Linked DNA regions of Mus musculus: regions 2 and 3 are each linked to region 1. A link is a contact called in public Hi-C and HiCAR-type data. All regions are on one chromosome and are shown on one strand. Each heading gives the region's core, a stretch centred on a gene start, on an enhancer-like site or on the middle of the called end of the contact. The rest is flanking DNA. Distances are from core to core; before and after follow the strand shown.

Region 1 (4,563 bases), core at 1,364-3,863:
GTGGACCATCTTACAGAGATCACTGTCTCACTGGGCCTCCTTACAGAAAAGGAAAACTATTGGATATACAGGGCTGCACTTACAGGATTACAGGCTGATAAATTAACATGCAGAATTGCAATTAGGGAATGTTAAGTATAAACTGCTTCTAGTGATCATTGAGTTTTGCAGGCAGGGGCCAACCCTAGGAACCTTTATAAAACCCCTGTAGCCCAAGTACCCAGGCAATAATTAGACACAGTTATATGAAGTAGGTATTTATTAAGCACTGATGACTTTATATGTTATCTAATTTAATCTTTTTTATTTAATTAGTAATTTTCTGGTTTATTTGGCTTTTTTTTTTTCATGACAGGGTTCCTCTGTGTAGTCTTGGCTGTCCTGGAACTAACTCTGTAGGCCAGGTTGGCCTTGAATTCACAGAGACCCACCTGTCTCTGCCTCCCTTGTGCTGGGATTAATGTCATGTGCCACCATCATCCAGCCCTAGTTTTGTTTTTATTTTTGTATTTTGAGAAAGGGTCTCTTGTAGTCCAGGCTGGCCTTGAACTCAGTCTGTAGCTGGGGATGACTTTGGACTCCCCCAACCCGCCCCTCCTGTTTGCACTTTTTAAGTGCTGGGATTGCAGGTGTGTCCCACTACTGCCAAACCAGATAATCTTATCCCCATCTTTCAGGAGAAGAAACTGGGGCCTTAGATTTGTCACCAGTAAGCTCACATAGTGAGAGTTTATAATACATAGGAAACAAATAGTGTTTATCACACAACTGCACACGTAACAGACAACATTGGATTCTTTGCTGATATCCACCCTTACCCCTCTCTGCTAACTGAATCCTGTTGTTCAGATAGCTATCTCTTAGGCGATGAACGATGACTAATCATGGGGATCCTAATCTCCCTTGTCAGCTGTTGGCTTAAAGCATGAGTTGTTACTCAGGTCTGGCCAACAATGTGATGTCGAGAATCAGTGAGAGGCTTCTAGGAAAGACTTTCTCACTCTTAGAAATGAGACAGAGAGTGATCTCCCTCCTGCTGCGGTGTAGTGGAGGGTGTGGATGTGATACCTTGAACTGTGTGAGTCCAGCCCAGCCGAGCTTCATCCTGAGGTTAGCAGAGAATGAAAATAACCTGGGTCCTTTAGGGGCTCGCCAATCCTGAAACTCCCCTACTTCTGGACTTCCTGTTATGTAAGATTATTAAATTTCCTTCATGGTGCTTGCTAGCCATTTTGGGTCCTTGTTTATCACTAGAAGCTGAAGACATCCTATCCGATGCCCGTGCATTTTCGTATTTGTCATAAACCAGTGAGAACACTAGCATTCCCTCTTTTACATACTATAAAATGAAGCCTCGGAGAAGTTAGGTGTCTTAGCCAGAGTAACAGAGATAGGAAATTACAGAATACCATTCAGAACCTGTTCTTAGCCAGACAATGCAAACTGCTCACTCACCACCTGGCCGGCTCTAAAGACCATCGTGCTCTTTTATTTACATTTCATCATCTCCCAGTTTCTGGGATAAAATATCCAGATTCCTGGATCTTTGATGTGTGGAACTTAGGATGCCCTCCCCTATGAGAATGAAAAGGGGCAGCCACAAGGTGCAGTGTGGAATGGTGACAAGTGACACACTAGTGGCTTGGCCTTGGTCCTTTATTACCAGCAAGCTGAGCTTTGATCACTTGTGCTTGAGAGCAGCAGGCATAAAGGAAAAGTCTCTTCCATGAAGAGACTTAACTGTGGTGTCTTGGCACAGGAAATTCATCTCTTGGTCCAGGCATTTACTTCCACCTAGATGGGCCTAGCCACTTTTCTAACTGTCCTTGTGGGAAATGACTTGGCACCATGTCCTCACTAGGGACACTCTAAAGAGATTCTTGTCATCAAACACAAGAATGGACAAAATGACACTTAAAAACCATTTCTATGCGGAAGAGACTAAGATTGCATGAGATACCAGGAAGGTCCTTTTCTCAATCTACCAAATATGTCAGGACGGAGGGCACACTCATTCTTATAAATAGCTCTGAATATCTTTGCCAGGCTCTCCCTGGTGTTGTGTTACTTGACCTCTGTGGTCTAGGCTCTAAAGCACATGCCCAAATAATTGAATAGATGATCCCCAGGTATGTCTCTCTGTCTCTGTCTCTCCTGTCTCTTTGTCTCTGTCTCTCTGTCTCTGTGTGTGTGTATGCATGGTTATGTGTGCAGGTAGAAGCCACAGTTCAACATTATCTGTCTCTCTCAATCTCCACATTATTTATTGGGTCAGAATCTCTCATCAAACCTGGAGCCATGGATTCAGCTAGACTAACTGGCCAGCTAGTCCTAGGACTCTGCCTGACTCTTCCTCTCTAGCCTTGAGATTACAGGCTCACAGGGCTATATACCCGGCAATTGAGAAGGAAGGAGAGAGGTGGAACAAGCAAGCTCCTTGCCTGAGAACCATGTGCACCATTCCAGATGGAGCATTTGTTGACAGTGGTGGGAGTGAGGGAAGCCAATAAGAAGCATGTTGGGATCTTCTTGGGGAAGGTGCCACATGCTAACACAAATCGCTTGTTTTGAATTTTGTAGAAAAGGGGAAGCCACTGAAGGATTTTGAAACATGACACAGCATTGTGCTGTTATACATATTAATTCTGCAGGCATAAGCAGAATGGTTGTGGGAGAAGATGTGGAGCAGGGATGTCAATCTGAAGGCTTAGGGGAGCTCTTCTCCGTGATCCCCCAGTGAAAGCACGGTTTCTAAGACTAGTGGGTCCCTGGCGTCTGGCTTTCTGCTGAAAGGCAGTCTGTGTGAGCTGGGAGGAAACTCACACTTCATTGAGGGTTGCCGCCCAGCTGGGGGCTCACACATGTCATAGTGTACACAGAAGAGGTGCTGACAGAGCCAGAGGACTGGGATCAGTTACACGGGGAGAGGAGGCCAGACTGCCGGAGCTGGGCTGCGGAGAATCATCGCTGAAGACAGGAGGTCCCCATGGGGCCGAGGCAGCCTCCTCTGACCAGCTGTTCAGAGTACAAAAGCTGAGTTCAAGACTCTAGGAGAGCTGGAGGGCTTAGATACTTAGATGTGAAAGGCAGTGCTAGGATGTGAGGAGAGATGGCTAGCAGGCGAGTGGCCGGATCTGGTGACCTTGCTGAACAGCTAGGCTAGCTCTCAAGCCCCTGTCTTTAAAGTGCACTTCAGTCTTTTGGCCCTAGATAGGGGTGTGGGTGGATCTGCTCTTACATCTCCCCTGTGGCATTACTGGCTGCAGAGAGCTCTGGCCATTAGCAGCCTTTGGGGTCCAGACAAACCCTTTCTCTGTGTCCTTTCGATTTCTTTCTATTTGATTCATCACTTACTTGAGGCTCTGAGAGTCAGTGTTGGCCTCTCTTCCAGAGGCTCGGGCCAGACATGTCTTCTACACCTTTAAGACTAGCCCACCCTGCACATTCCTTCCTGATGCTCTGTGAGCACTGTGAGATCTAATGAAAGTGAGGTGCCCGTGAAGTCATCGTGTTTTACACAGCAACCCTGCAGATGACAAACAAACGAACAAGGGAACAGGCTTAGGAGAAATCTGCTGTCTCCCCGAGGACAGACCTCATTTCTTCCTCACAGAGGCCTGCTGTTCCCCATTTCCTGAAATGCCCGTGGTGGTGGTTTGACCTCTGTGTCAACCACAGGGAGACACTGATACTAGGGAATATATTTCTTCTTAACAACCAAGAACACAAGCACATGACAAATGGGTGCGGCGAGTCTGTGGAGTCACTAAATACTTGTTCGTAGCACGTAGGACAAACAGGCCTCAGGACAACCCGAATGAGAGCCTAGGGTGGCCAAACACAGAGCTGAAACATCAGCAAAGCAAACCTCTTAAAACCTGTTTGGGCAGCTGAGCAGTGGTGGCGCATGCCTTTAATCCCAGCACTTGGGAGGCAGAGGTAGGCGGATTTCTGAGTTTGAGGCCAGCCTGGTCTACACAGCATGAGTTACAGGACAGCCAGGGCTACACAGAGAAACCCTGTCTCGAAAAACCCTGTTTGGGGGCAAGCAAAGCACATAGGCCAAAGCATGAGGATAATTTACAGCCTCTGTCCTACTGGGTGGATCTAAGCTCTTAGCTTTCACATTCTGACCTTAGACCTTCCCCCTTGCTTACTTCCCTCTGTCTCAGCTGGCTCTTCCATCTATACCAACCTGCCTGCACTCCCACCCCCATGGCTCTGATCACTCCTATCTTTACCCTCAGCATTGCTGGTCTCTGTCTGTTGTAGAGCCTCTCTGCCCAGGATCCTCCTGCACAATCTCATTGAATCAGGTCACACACTTCCTTCTGGCACTCGCCCTGCCCTCTGCAAGGTCAGGTGCTCTTTATGCGTTCTCCGTTCATACCGTACTCTGGATCTACTTCAGCCAGACACCCTGGGCTCATCCTTAGTGTCTGTCATGAACCATCCACAATATGCTATTTGAACACACTTGAATCATCCTGGCTCTGGACCTTCCACTAGCTGCCCTCCATCTTACAGCTTCAAATACCCAAGCTCTAAGTCTGTCTTATCACC
Region 2 (4,584 bases), core at 1,966-4,465, 350 kb before region 1:
GCATCAAGAGAGATGGCTTAGCAGTTAAGAGTTTTCTATTCAGCCAGTGAACCTGAATTCATTTTCTGGGACCCATATCCTGCTGCTCATAATCATTTGTAACTCCAGCTCTGGGGATCCAGTGCCTTCTTCTAACCATCATGGGCACCCACACACTGCATGCTATATATCTTGTACGCGCACACACACACACACACACACACACACACACACACACACACACAGAGATATTACACTTAGAGAAGGTAAAGAAAGGTCCAGAGGGGGAAAAGAAGGGCAAACTCAACCTTTTATGATGGACCTATGGATGAATCTTGGATGAAGTCCTAAGGGTAGAACCCAGTCCTAAACTCTGCCTAAGGATCCACTCCCAAGGCTATTACAATTCAGTTTCATCTTGCCTTTCAAAAGGACATTCTAGTACCTATAAACCATCAGGACCTCTGTCCCCTCCCCACTCTGGTTGTCCTTTGTCAGTCTTTGCTGACTATTATATCTGCGGGTTTCCAGCCCTCGTTGAGATAATTTGGTAACATATTTTGCTAGAGAATCATAACTTAAAACAACTTACTGGCATCAAGTTGTCCGTATTCCTTCAGTTTAAAGATCACGTCCATATCTGCAGTTTGTTTCTTTTCTCATCTTTAGTTCCAAAGTTCTTTTCTGTGTACTTCCTCAAGTGTGTTTATTGTGCAATGAATACATTTTAAATTAAACTTGCTAAAATGCACATGGATGGTATTAGGAACAAATCTGGGAATGATTTAGCCTGTTCTTAGGCCAAGTGTGGCGGTTGTTGCCTAAAATGAGTTATTTGAGTTGTAAATTGGAAATGCGAAGACTTGATTATTGTTCTGTGACCATTGCCCCATCATCCTTGCTGCTGGTTCTGAGAGGACATCTTAGTTAGACCTGACATTCTCATTAGCACATGCTCTCACCCTCCACACCTCGCCCCCATCTTCTCAGTAGAACTTTCCCACCCACAGCGCTACCAGTTACTTTTCAATGAAAGTATATTAATTTTATATGTAGCGCAAGTATTGTGTTTTATTTGCTGCCATTACCATGAGACTGTGTGTTCTCAACTATGTGAGTGGTCTAGACAGAGGAATGTCGGAGGCTTTGGGGTAGATTCCTGGTTTGGGAGAATAATACTTAATAAACTCTTCAAGTATTGGAGGGAGTCCCATGTGTCCGAGAGTGCTGTAGGTGCTGTCGAGATGCAAATGATTTGGGGCACATGGAGCGCACAGTGGTGGAGCTCTGGTCGCCTCCCAGACTGTCCCTTTGGATGTAGCTCTTCCATACGTTGTTTTAGTGCATCACTTCCTTTCTGTTGTGGATATGCAAGACATTCTACTCCTTTAATGACTTTGAGAAGTGATTTCTAATCCCCTCCAAGGCAGTCCCCTTGTACACATCGTCCAGAGCCCTGTATGGCCTTCTTTCAAATGGTAGCTTGACTATTGCTTCTTTCAGGCAAGCTCTTTCAGGAACAAGTTATCTCAGGCTGATATATCTGCTTTGAAAGGATAATTAGATTTGCACAGATACATAACTCTAGTATGTGCTTGATGAGAGATGCGGTTATAGCTTTGTCAGCAAGATGAAGAAGTATGAGCTAAATGACAGAGAAGACACATTGATAACTGCTTAATGACTCACTATCAGCCCGGAAGGAAATGTTTAATACCATGGCACAGGGCTCTGGTTTTGATCTAGTGCTGTTCAACATGTCCACTCCTTCCACTGCTCACCAGCAAAGTGTTTGCTGAGCGCCTCATGGTGGGAAACGCAGCATGCTGGGGTTGCTGGGTGGGGGGTAGGGGTGGGGGGGTGGCGAGGGGGAGGGGGAGCATATAACAGTGAACAAGGGATGCATTACAGTGTAAGCACATGAACAAAGACTTGCTGTGCAGTGCAGTTGTGATGTGGAGCTGGTAGATAAGGGGAGTGTATACACAGCATGAAGATTTCTGAGGACTGGAAAGCCAGAAGAGAGACTCAATGCATCCTAAGTTTCAGTATGAAATGTAATTGCGACGAGAGTTGTATGGGAAGAAGGAAGCTTGCCATGTGGATAACAGCTCTACTTATTTGTTTGTGTATTTTATTCTAAATTGTGTGTTTGTAAATGTGGAACTGTGTGGATTTGTGCGTGTGAGTGAAGTGCTGAGGGAAGCCAGAAGAGGGCGCCAGATTTCCCAGAAATCAAGTTGTAGGTGTTGTGAGCGGCCCAGCATGAGTGCTGGGAGTCAAATCCCAGTCCTCTACCCGAACAGTATGTGCTTAGCATCACTAAGGTGTTCCTCCAATGCAGCAGCTGTGCTGAAACAGGCACCCAGAGCCTTTAGTCACTCGTCAAGTCAGTGTTGATAATCAGTGAGGTCTGAGGAGTTAGAAAAAGTTGAGTTACATCCACAGGCATGTGGTATATCCAGAATGAGAAATGGTAGGGACTTTCTGCTTTGCTAACTTTAAAAAATGATCTCAAGATAGTTTCCCAGGCATTTTTTTCCATGCTCAACACATTGTAAGAAAGCATAATTAAACATGTTAGTCAATATATTTCCTAGGACCTGAGAAAAATAGAATCAGTAGAAATCAAAACATTGACTTATTGTATACTCTGCAGTGAAGATCTCGACAGTGAGATGGACCTGCACCTACTGAGGGAAGGAGGGAAGGAGAGAAAGGGAGGGGAAGAGAAGAGAAGGGAAGGGAAGCAGCGCAACACTCGTTGAAGCAGTGTTCTGAGACGCCTGTGCATAGTGCTGCTACAGACACGCTCAGGACCTCAGCACTAACAGGGTGAGGTTACGTGTTAAGGAGTCTGGGGGCCTGTGCTGGACAAATGACCACAGTGTGATGAGGGTCATGGTCCCGGGAGACTGCAGGCCCTGTGTACGTGTCCTGTTGTGTCTTAGAGCTCAGTGTCCTTATTTAGGTTTGTGTGGTTGCTGGCACAGCTCACCTCCTTGTGGTTGTAGGAGTCAGCTTCCTAGTTCTCGCTGGTCGTCACCTGGGCCTACTTCAGCTCCAGAGAGGCTGCTCTAGGTCCTTGCCCAGGGCCCTACCCCACAGGTCCTGTCATGCTTTAAGCCCCGTCTTTCAGGAAGAGCTAGTCACTTTAAGAGCTTACCTGATGAGGTCAGACCTAGCGAGTGTATTAGTGTGGGCTGCCACAAGATTCCAGAGTCTGGGTGGCTTTAACAGAAATGTGTTTTCTCATAGATCTGAAAGCAGGAAGTCTGAGATCAGAGTGCCCACATCTCAATGTGTGGGGAGGCCGTCTTTCCTGGCCTGCAGATGGCTGCCTTCTCACAGTGTCCTCCCATAGCCTTTTTTCTAGGCCCGAGAGGGACAGTTCTTCTAGGGCAGTGGTTTTCAACCTTCCTAGTGCTGCAACCTTCAGATACAGTTCCTCGTGTTGTGGTGACCCCAACCATAAAATTATTTTCATTGCTACTTCCTAGCTGAGATTTTACTACTGTTATGGGTTATAGTGTAAATATGTTTTCCAGTGGTCTTAGCCCCCGTGAAAGGGTTGTTCAACCCCCTAAGGGGTTGTGACACACAGGATGAAAACCACTGGTCTAGGGCCACCAATTCTATTGTATTAGGATCCCAACCATATGACCCCATTTAACCTTAGCTTGTAAAAGCCTTATGTATTTATTTGGGAAGTTAATACCTTAACACATGGAAGTGAGCAGGCAAGATTCAGTTTTAGTATCTTGATAATCTTTTTGACTAATTCAAAATCTACAGGGAACTGTGTTATAACTTCGTAATGCCTCCAGACTCCTTCATTGTATAAAAGAACAAATCTGCTAGAAGTGTAACAAAACAAATTTTTGCTTATTTTGCTTATTTCCTGTTGTCAGTTCACTGCCTAGCACAGCAAATCTAAATGAATGTTTATTTGTTCAATAGAATTATTAAGTAAATAAGTGTATGATGTTCCAGATACAATTATTTTAAAATTGTAACTCAGAACTGACCTTAAATTTGTGATTCTCCTGCCTTGGCCTCCTAAGTTCTGGAATGAGAAGGATGTGCCGCCACGCATACCTCTTCTCTCTTTTTAAATGGACAGATAGGCTACCTTTAATCAAAAAGCTTATCTAACCATGCCTTTTTAGAGCCCGTGAACACTCGGTGCTAGTACAGAGTCTCTCACTGTTGTCCCTCCTGGTGACTGATACACAGAGGCCTGAACGTCTCTTGAACCTCATTCTGGTGCTGTGATCTTGCGTGACTACTGTTGAGATGCGTGTTTTGGATATTCTGACAGCAGTGTTCATTTGGACGGAGGAGGCTGTGGGCTGTCTGTGGAGCAGAGTGAGCACTGAGAGGCCTGGGCAGTGTGCTGTGTGGCAGTCAGCTCTGTAGCATGGTGATTGCCATCTGTTCTGGACGCGTGATAGAAATGCATAGTGTAAAACATCGATAGGCTGTAACCCTTCTACTTACCAGGAAAGAACATTTTTTAAAAACTGATGGGTAATGTTAACATGACTAGACGTATATATATAGTGTGAGAGATGTCACAGTTGTGAAAGGGACAGCTGACCATAA
Region 3 (4,341 bases), core at 1,494-3,993, 400 kb before region 1:
TCTCATGCGTAAGTGCAGGAAACCAACTGTACCTCAGCCCTCAGCTGGCTGGGGTTAAATTAAACATGAGAGTTGTGTATATGAGGAGGCTGGCATGTATGCAGAGTTCAGCAACCAATGGGAATGATGCTCACTAGGTAGGATCTGAACCCCACAGAGAGTGTGCACACCTCGAGTGCTCACCACTGTACTGGCACGGTGCTCCCAGCCCAGGCCTGCCATGCTTGGGCAGAGAATGCTGGTGTAGCAGCTTTGTTTAGGACTATCATAGCTTGGGAATTAAAATTTTGAGAGGGAGGTATCTCCTTCAGTCTAACTCTCCTGTCTTAACCTTGTGGTATTTAGTTTTATACAACTTACCCTGGTGGGACACTTAAATTATCTGACAGATTGTAAAAAATTTAGACTGCAGAATTTTCTTTTCATGCCAAAAACTGCAAAAGCAATGTCCAGAGGGATCCAGTAGGTGGCGCTGCTTTCTCACTTTAGTGAAAAGAAAATTGGACCAGGAATGGAATTCAAGTCAAAATGTTCAACATTTTTCAAATGAAAGAAACAGATTGAAATCACAACTTGCTGAGTTTCACACATGTAATCACGTAAATGGTCATCTCGAGTAGATGGTGAGGCTGACAATGGCTGAGGGACAGAGGGACGAGAGCAAGCTTCCCATCTGTTTTGAGTCCTGGTCCTACACCTTTGAAATGTAGGTGCTCTGACTTACAGCCCAGCTTTGGACAATGCTTATTAACCAATCACTTAGCCTCTTAGTGTTAGCTGCCGCATCTTGAAAGTCAAGAAATTCTAGTTTGCTCCAGGGAGCCAGGCATGGCTGCATGCACCTGTGGTCTCAGAAGTTGAGAGGCCAAGGCAGGAGGTACTCAAACTCAAAGCCAACATGGGCTTCATCATAAGATCTTGCCTTAAAAAAAGAAAAAAAGGAAAAAAAAAGCATGAACTATTGGAATTTTCTAGCCCAGTGCCTCCATTTCATAAATAAAGAAACGGAGGCTCAGGAGCCTTCTGGCCTCTCAGGCTTGCATGTAAGTTAGTGCCATGCTGTAGATGATAGCTGAGCACAGCTGTAATTACATATGATCAGCACAGCTGTAGATAGTGTACTAGAACCACTGTATACGTCAGCCTGTAAGGACTTCTCTGAGTAATCTCAGCCCATCTTTACAGCAGTCACAGAGAAGGCAGGGCAGGGCAGGTCTGCTTCGGGCTATGTGCATTTGAAACACAGAGGTCAGCTGACTTTCTATACCTGTGACTCACCCATCTCTATGCAGGATTGACGCTTGTGTTCTTCACTTTAGAAGCCTCTGGACAGACAGACAGACCACCGTGGGCAACCGGGCCAGCTTGTTATAATCTTTTGGAGGGTCTGTCCCCCTTTTTAGGGTACACAACAATCCTAATGCCTGTCTCTGATGCCAGGGTCAGGCGCCTGCGCCTGCCAGGGATGCAGTAGGGAGCCGCCATGGGAAGGAAGAGCGGGCTGTGTGCTAGGATGAGGGCATGGTGGACATGGGAATCAGAGCGCGGCTCTACCTCCCTTTAGACTCCTTTCTTCATTCTGCTCTGTAACCTGGGGAAAGGTAGCGGCTATCCTTTTTACCTTTCCATTTCTTTTGGGGATTTCTAAAGTGCTGTATTTCCTTAGCTGTGAGGGGTGCTGGTGGTATCTTCTTTGCCTTACAGTCACTGAAGTAGACAGGGGTGGGGTGAGGTGTGAGGGGTGGCGCAGAACCTGGAAAAGTGAAGAGGTTTTATTTAATTGCCCTTCTAAGACTGACTGAGAGGTTGGACAGTGGCTGTTCGCTCTTGGTCATCCTGCACTGGGTCTAGCTTGATGGCAGAGAGCATCCTGCCCTGTAGTACACAGCAGAGCACTTAGAAGTTAGGATTTTTTAAGTTCAGCCTGTCTTTGATTGACACCGAGCTGGGCAGTAGATCATTTCTGCTCAGACTTTTAAACAGTTGGAAAACCTTTTCTTTTTTGTGAATATAAATGTTTTACCTGTATGTATGTAAGTGTACCACTTGGAATTTGAGTTATAGATGGTTATGAGCTACTGTGTGGGGGCTGGGAATTGAACCTGGTCTTCTGAAAGAGCAGTAAGATGCTCTCAGCTGCTGAGCTATCTCTTCAGTCCTGAAAAAGTGGAGAACTTTTCAAAGTTGTTCTTATATGTATCTCAGTCAGTCATCATTTGTGTCTCCAGTAAACAAGACAGGCTGGACAGATAGATAGTCAGGGCTGTCTGTTTGCTGCCTGTGTTATTCTAACACATCTTGGTATCTGACCTTGTAAACACCGGTGAGCTTGTTTCAGAACCATCCTTGGTCCACTACTGCATCAGGCAGGGGCGGGCCTTTGAAAACCTCCCATTGCCAGCCTCATTGCCAAGTCCTTTAAATGGCAGACATTATAGTAGATGCAGTGCGTATATTCATTTAATGTGGAGCAACTCCACGACACGGCCATTTTCAGTGGATGGGCAAAGCGCCTGGGAAGAAATCGTCAGGCTATGGACGCAGGATTGCACAGCCAGTAGGTAGGCAGCAGGCTTTTCATTTGAGCGCTGGTCTGACTCCCTTAGAAACTTGTATCTCTGAATTGGGCCACGTGGTGTCTGCATTCCCTCCCACTTGAGGTGGTGGGTCCCAGGCCTGTAGTTTCACATTCAATTAGAACTGTCCACTAGCAGTGCAGAGAGCTGGAGGAGAGCTCTCAGGCCAGTGGCTCGTTAGGCTGACGAGGTATTGCTAAAGCAGAGACGTGCTGGGAACTGAAGCCGTCACCCCGCCCAGACCCACTGACGTCACATCCATTAGTCACTGCATTTGGCCTCCCTCTGGCTCTCCCACTCCCCTTTCTTCTTGGATCAAATTAACTTTTTTGACAGATGTTTGGAAAATAGTCTTATCCTGTAATTTATATTTATAAATCCTTCTGCTACAGTGTGGTCCCCATTCTCCGCCTTCATTGAAGCCAGAAAATAACCTGGGAGAAGGCCTCGTTTCCTGTTATGAGTTTGGAGGCTCTTGTCTTCGTAGCATACTTTTTGAGCTTTTGAGAATTGTATGTAGCACCAGGAGGTGGGAAGCCAAGAGAGATGCTTCGGAGAGATGCTTTAGACTCTTCAGAGGTAAACACCATCAGCCTGAGGTTTGTCCTCCCCAGACTCAGAGCTGAGCCTTTTGTTTGTTTAAAATCCTTAGTCTCTTTTAGATTAGATTTGGAATGAAGACATTCTTAGCTCTGAAAAGTCAGTGCCATTCAAGCTTCCCCACAAGCCGGGCCCCTTACTCCGTCCAGTGATGATGGTTAGCCACACCACTGCTGCCCGCTCCTCCTCCCTCATGTCTGCTGGCTTCTCCCTCATGGCTCCTCCTCCCTCATGTCTGCTGGCTTCTCCCTGGTTATAGGAGATTTTAGATGTACTCTTTCTGCCTCTAAGGTATATGCTCCTGTGTGCGCCTTGCACGTCTTTGTGTGTCTGTGTATACCCATGTGCATATGTAGGTATGGAAGCTAGGGGTCAGTGACAAGTGTCTTACTTTACTGTTCTCTACATTATTGACGTCATCGTCGGGGACCCAGTCTCTCACTGAACCCAGAGTTCATTGGCCTGGTGAGGCTGGAGTGATCCACCTACCTCAGCACCCCAAACCAGTTACAGACACATAACAGCTCTACCTGGCTTTTACCGAACAAGACAGCATGCTTGTCCGGCGGGCATTTCCCTGGCCAAGGGTTCTCCCCAGCCCGCTGTCTCACTTGTATGGTCTCAGGCTCTAGTGCTTTTTCTGCCTGGCCACATTTTTCCAGGAATGAATGCAGTCCACTTGAGTTCTGTTCCTCCTCTCTGCTCTGCCCTGCTGTAAAATGGACACCACACTCCAGAGGCGGCCACTCCAGCAGGCCCTCCTGTCCTTCTGAAAGTAGCAGCACCAAGACTCTTAGTCTACTTTCTGCTTGAGTGTTTATAGTTGTGACTTCTTACTTTAAACCCAAGAACCTTAATTTAAAAGAACCTTCCTTATTGCTTTGAATGCTCCTTAAAAAGCAGTAATGCCCATTTCAGGACTCACGTGTCTTCGCTTACATTGCTGTCCTTACTGCACAGTGCTTCTCACGGTTTCGAGAGAGGAAAGGCACGTCTGAAGCTGTGGCCACACTGGGGGCAGGAGGGTGTCCATACTGAGCTCAGTGTCTGAGAAGAGGTCTCCCCCTCCCTCTTTAACGGTTCAGCATCTGGGCTTCATCAGAGCCCAGGCAGAGGGTGTCCAAGACCTGCAGACGCTTAGCAGAGACACTTGCCGTTTTACTCA

The links. A called contact is a pair of places that touch in the nucleus more often than the background predicts. HiCAR-type assays count read pairs that join an accessible place to other places.
Region 2: a contact with region 1 is called in a Hi-C map of granulocyte-monocyte progenitors, with 3 times the contacts expected there. The contact joins two enhancer-like sites. A contact is called at or near these places in 2 of 484 Hi-C or Micro-C datasets (granulocyte-monocyte progenitors and nephron progenitors).
Region 3: a contact with region 1 is called in a HiCAR-type map of fibro-adipogenic progenitors, with 7 times the contacts expected there. The contact joins two enhancer-like sites. A contact is called at or near these places in 3 of 484 Hi-C or Micro-C datasets (Sertoli cells and embryonic stem cells), 3 of 115 datasets of contacts at active chromatin or transcription factors (cardiomyocytes, fibro-adipogenic progenitors and large pre-B cells) and 1 of 9 other capture datasets (embryonic stem cells).

Annotation. Positions count from the first base shown.
Region 1 is chr7:98,670,806-98,675,368 of GRCm38.p6, reverse strand. No RefSeq gene overlaps it. Among named protein-coding and RNA genes, the nearest start is that of Emsy, 17 kb to the right of the region's middle. Within about 2 kb of position 2,613, at least 62 of the 459 cell types and tissues checked have an H3K27ac peak or open chromatin away from gene starts, as enhancers often do. A contact at or near this core is called in fibro-adipogenic progenitors and granulocyte-monocyte progenitors, where this site is marked.
Region 2 is chr7:99,025,937-99,030,520 of GRCm38.p6, reverse strand. The region is part of intron 6 of Uvrag (UV radiation resistance associated gene); the gene reads left to right. Among named protein-coding and RNA genes, the nearest start is that of Uvrag, 110 kb to the left of the region's middle. Within about 2 kb of position 3,215, at least 101 of the 459 cell types and tissues checked have an H3K27ac peak or open chromatin away from gene starts, as enhancers often do. A contact at or near this core is called in granulocyte-monocyte progenitors, where this site is marked.
Region 3 is chr7:99,075,848-99,080,188 of GRCm38.p6, reverse strand. All of the region lies in intron 5 of Uvrag (UV radiation resistance associated gene), which reads left to right. Among named protein-coding and RNA genes, the nearest start is that of Uvrag, 63 kb to the left of the region's middle. Within about 2 kb of position 2,743, at least 31 of the 459 cell types and tissues checked have an H3K27ac peak or open chromatin away from gene starts, as enhancers often do. A contact at or near this core is called in fibro-adipogenic progenitors, where this site is marked.